Regions from separate parts of the Columba livia genome. Here region 1 is linked to region 2. Evidence: chromatin contacts called from public Hi-C data. All regions are on one chromosome and are shown on one strand. The core of a region is the stretch at or near the end of the contact, and the rest is flanking DNA. Distances in the headings are between cores, read along the strand shown.

What was found. Hi-C and Micro-C count contacts between places; a contact is called where the count stands out from the background.
Region 1: a Hi-C map of crop shows a contact between it and region 2, with 2.5 times the contacts expected there. The contact joins two enhancer-like sites. A contact is called at or near these places in 2 of 2 Hi-C or Micro-C datasets (crop and liver).

What each region holds. Positions count from the first base shown.
Region 1 is chr1:44,999,693-45,002,392 of bColLiv1.pat.W.v2, reverse strand. No RefSeq gene overlaps it. Among named protein-coding and RNA genes, the nearest start is that of TBC1D4, 120 kb to the left of the region's middle. Within about 2 kb of position 1,297, at least 1 of the 3 cell types and tissues checked has an H3K27ac peak away from gene starts, as active enhancers do.
Region 2 is chr1:44,039,860-44,042,559 of bColLiv1.pat.W.v2, reverse strand. The region is part of intron 5 of PIBF1 (progesterone immunomodulatory binding factor 1); the gene reads right to left. Among named protein-coding and RNA genes, the nearest start is that of DIS3, 14 kb to the right of the region's middle. Within about 2 kb of position 1,434, at least 1 of the 3 cell types and tissues checked has an H3K27ac peak away from gene starts, as active enhancers do.

The sequences.
Region 1 (2,700 bases), core at 48-2,547, 960 kb before region 2:
CACCATGAGGTCTGGAGTTACAAATCAAGTTTGTGATATCTCTCTTCTATCTGCCAGCAACCCTCTCCAAGCTGTAAACACATCAAGAGATAATGGTTACCTTCTTTTCACTGTAATGAAGTAGGGAGGAGAAAGCACGTACAACCCAATCCTTGGTAGCCCCAGAAGCACACTGACAGCCCCCACAACTACTGCCCCCCACAAACTGATCCTTTTTCCCATGTGAAATAAGCCACAGGCTGGATTTTGCCATGAAGCAAAAGGCACTTCAGCACTCAGGTGAGTAAAACTCTTCTCCCTTCCCAAAGACCAGGTTCACCACCATTTGAAGTTCGGACATTCAGGAAAGGAGGAGGTGAGCTTTTGTGTAAAGATTGAGTGCACTAAACCCCTATTGTCTTGGCCTCTGAACTGTGGGTGAAAAAACCCTCTTATTTTCAGAAAAATCGAAATACCATGCCAGACAGTAGAGCACACGACCTCCTTGGGGTTACCTTTTTGTAAGGTAACCATCTGGTCTGTTTGTTGCTTTTTTTTTTTTTTAAGGTTAAAATAGATGTTGTTCTGTGTCTGTAAGTGATAAATACAATTTCAGTGCAGAGGGCTGAAGGGTGTGTAGCATATTTCTTTGATTTGCAGGGCCAATAAAACTTGTGTACTGAGAGTGGCTTCCTTTGAGCATCTTTCTACAGAAGCTTTTAATAATTCCTTTCCATCCACGTGAAAAGCCACACACAGTCATGGTTATTATACCATGTAGGATTAACTTAAAGTACAGCACTGAGCTTGCAAAGGTTTGGGGTGTCGAGTTTTCTGTGCAGTCTGATACCTAAGTTAAGTATTTAAGCACTCTCCTCATTTACATAATGTAATTGTTACATTCGTTAACAGTTATTCTCTCTTCCAAATCCTGTGTCTGATCTCTACTAGGCGAATGTTGTCAAACCAATTAAATAGAAAAGCATCAGATGTAGAGGGGAGGAAAAAGAAAGCAAAAAGATGATCACAAGTTTCTCAGCAGGCTTTGCAGCCCTTTAACCACAGTACAGAGCTGACGTGGTTGCTGATTCTACCTCCTTATTCAATTTTGTCCCTAATAGCCATGGAAACAAAGAAGTGTCAGTAAAAGAAACCATTTCACTCAGTTCCTTTCTGACCACCGCCTGCACTAAAAGCTTTGTTATTTGCTCTCCACTCTGCGTGCTGGAGGGAAAGGAAGGAGAGAGCACGGTAGCTCACAGAGGGCAAGGATGGCTGCAGATGTGGCAGGGAGGGACAGAACAGCAGGGGACCAGGCTGAGAGGGTGGTGACCCAAGCAGTTGACAAGTGATGTAATCTTCAGAAAAGAAAACAACAAATAGGACTGTCTCAATGTGCCCTCCCCCCCCGCTCTGTTTCCTACCCCTGCTCCTTTTGCTTTGGCCCAGAAACTTAAAGTGAAGGTGCAGGTGCTGGTGGAGCAAACCAGCAGCAGCAGAGGGAGCTCCACAGAGAAGTATGGACAGCAAGGGCAAGGTGGACTCTTTAAGGACCGAAGAGTGGTCCCCGCTTTGCTTTGTTCTTTTGCCAACCTCTTAGCAAACCCCTGATGAAGACTGAGGTAGAGCTGGGAGGCAGGAGCAGGTAAGTCTAAGCAAAAGGAGCACAGGGTCTATGATGAGGGAGGAGAAGACTTGAGGAGGGAGTTGTCACCAATGTGGGAAATAGGTGGGGACATTAGGCCGTGAGAAAGGTGAACAACTTTTCTTTAAGAAAATAGGTGGAAGAGGCAAAAGAATACAAAATTGGGGAAGTGTATGTGTGAGTTGTGGAGGAAGCATCAAACAGGACATCAGCGTTTCCCAGATGAAGGCCATGCAATGCCCTGGCTGGAGCGTGAGGTTCGACAGGCTATGCTAATTATAAAAATTAAATATATATATATATATATATATATATATATATATGTATATAAAGATGGTAATATCTGAGAGCCACCAGTAGCGTCAGGCTAGGAATAGCAGTACTTGAAAGGTGGTGATTAAAATGTCTCCTGTTCTTTTTGCAAAACCTTTGACTGTGAGGGAATTGATAGAAAACAGTCAAAGCCGTTAGTGATTCTCTGTTTTGTTTCTATCACCTTAATAGAAAAACAGCAACAACAACAACAAAATCAATCTTCAGAATTTTGTTTATTCCTCTAACAAGGAGAGTTACGGGTGCTTGCTGCTAGGTTTTGGGAGACTGAAAGGACTAATTAATCTGAAACTCAGAGTTTGCGTAAGTTTGCAAAATATACACAATGATAAATATTTATGTAACTTTTTTTTTTAATCTATGAAGAATATTTTAACCACAGTGCTGTTCACTGTAGTGTCTAATTGTTATTATCTCAATTTCCAGAAAGATTATTTCCAGAGACTCTCACTGAATGGAGATACCCACATAAGCCTGGGTTTATCCTGCATAGTTGTGAGCTCTTACCTCAATAATGCCACTGAGGTTATTTATTCACCAAAAACTGATGACCGGGAGTTAACATTAATGAGGATTATTTCAGAGTATTGAGCCATGACTCACCTCTCTTAAATCCAAAGGAGACTGGGTGTATGTGAAGAATGATTGCTGCTAGAAGCAGGATTGAAACCTAAGTACTGTGTTAAACATATGCTTAAATGCTTCACAAAATACTTAATAGAATATATAGTTATACTTACTAA
Region 2 (2,700 bases), core at 185-2,684:
CACTAAAAATTATAAATAAAAATGCTGAGCTACTTTCAACATAAGGAAGCTCTGCAAGAAAGGTAAGAAAAAGTAAGAAAGAGAAGCTTTGGCATAAGTGCCTCTATTGGAAAAGAAAGTGGGGGAATAAAAACCTGTTTCTCTCCGGATCTGAGCTGACTAGAATCTTCAGTGAAATATCCTCAGATGAAAAGGATCCTTGAGACCATTGCATCAGAGACTAGGATTAAGCCATTTGGTAGTTCTAAACAATAACTAGCACCCTATATAAGCCATAGCTCTATATCAAAAGAGGTAGAAAGACATCAGATAGTAAAGGAAACTTTCATAGATACATAAGTTTTCTCAGAGTCTTGGAAATGTTAAACTAGTGTACCAAGCTAAAAGTTATTGGTAGACTATTTTTCTGCGCAGCTTTTTTCCTGAACAAGATTAATATTAAAAATAATGAAGGAAAGAAGGCACATATCTCACCTAAGACTGAGTCCTCATCTGTCCTTTCTAGAGAGAGACGTAAAGACCAAGTAATCAAAGCACTACTTGAAAGAATTTGTGTCAGGGGGCTGGAGAAGGATTCTAGAGTGCAGTCTTTAATTACAGATGTGCAAAGTTCAGAAGAAATCTTGGGGAACACAGTCATTCTGGAGTAGCAAGAGCAGCCTCAATTTTACAGCATTCAGACACATCTAGTGCCAACTGATCCTTTGAGTGCAATAGATTCATTCTTTGAAGACTATAGAAATGTTCTTCCTCCAGCTGGGAAACATTATCACAGAGAAAATTGTTAGGTATGTCTAGCAAAACCTGACAGCTACTAATCCCAATTCAGAGATGAGGCCTTAGAAGAAATCTTTGTCCTACATACATCCAGCTTTGTCTTCAGGCTAACCATAGCTTTTAGATAAATCTCATACTATAAATTCGTTTGTAAGTCCCAAAGGCAACTTTACAGAAAAAAATAACTAATGAAAGGAAGCCCTGATAAAACTGCACCAAGACCAAATTCCAGGAAAACATTGCCAAGAAACTCATAGCCAGAAGAAAAAAGCAATACTTAATCTTCTAGAGCTACAAAGAAAAGCAGAATTTCCCTCTCAGACTCTCCCAGCCTTGAGAGAAACACACAAGTAGTAAATTACATCTGTCTGAGGGAACGTTCTAACCACTTTGGAAGCAAACAACTCTGAAAATAGTACATTGATATTTAGCATGGGAACACACACATCAGAAGCTAGTTTTGTTTCTGGGAAGCTCCTGGTAATACACCACTATATCTGGACTTTCTTCTCTGCACCTCCAAAGTTGATGGTGCCAACATTATTTGTACTTGAAGTACAGAGCACTGTAAAAGAAGGACTGAAATGAGTCTGTACTGTACATTTGCTAACAGATCAGTCAGAACTGCCATAAAAGAACATCACTTTTACCAGTTCCACTGCCTCCATCCAGTCTGCTGCTGCTGCACCTAGAATCAGAGGAACTGTACTGGTCTAAATCACAGATGCAGCAATTGAGTACAGAGATCCATTGACTTAGTGGTTAGTACTGCAGAACCACTTATACTGACGAATTTAAAACCAGAAATTGGTGACAAAGATCTTTCGACACTATCTGTGTTTATCAGATTATGTTTCAGTGTTAGAAATCAAGCTTCACACGCTGTTCTCTGCTACCAGTCATCAGAAACAGCTTCTATCCCTACCAGGTCTGCATTACAGCTTCAGCAGGCTTTTATTAAGTGCTAACTCAGAACAGCAAGACAGTCAACAAGAGAACTTGTTACAAAGTCAAAGAGCTTTAGTGGTCTTACTCCTCAGCATACTAAGAATTATAAGAGGAGACTGATAAACACTTCTGCCCCTTCTGAACAAACAACATATGTATTCATATACCTAGACTACAAATACAGGTGACAAACATTCGAAAGACATCTTTTCTGCCCTAACGTCAGAAATAGAAGTTTTTCTAATACAAATGAATTAACTAATTGCCTAGAGATAAAGAAAATGTGGATTTGTCAAGGCTTAGGAAATGAGTTTCTAGAAGGCTACAACTCCATTTTTAGAGAACCAACCTTCTGAACTGATACAGCTGGATGCTCATAAACTCAGTTGGCTGAGAGGACACAATACCAGGTCACAGCACTCACTCCTGCACCAGGCCAGTTCTGTTGTGCCAACAATGAGCTTTGTTTATTTTTTTGTTTAGTGGGTTCCCCCTCACCTCCCCCAATAAACAAACAAAAAATAGGACAGCATGTAACAACAAAAGATTTAGTGGGTCTGAAGACCTAACTTTACATAATTGATACTGAGCCATATTGCCTTATCGTAATAGTGTTCAGAGAACATAACTATGCTGCTTTGCTTTCTCACAAAACAGTACATAAAGGCTTATGGGCAGAGAAAACAAAATAACCAATCTGTCTCACATTCACACTCCAAAGCAAGAATCAGTACAATTAGAGCTCATTTCCTTTGACTGAATTAAAGGACTGCAGCCATCTAGTCACAAATTAACGAAGCTGATGTTAGGCAATGGTTGTCTTATTTGATGATTTAATTTCACACTTAAATTTTCCTATATTTGGCTTAACATATTATGTAAGTTTGGATTTTTCTTTAAACTTTCTCAATTCTTTGTTGGCTAGATAGACTTTCCTATGAGTTTAAACCTAATTCTGTAGTATTTCTCATTATT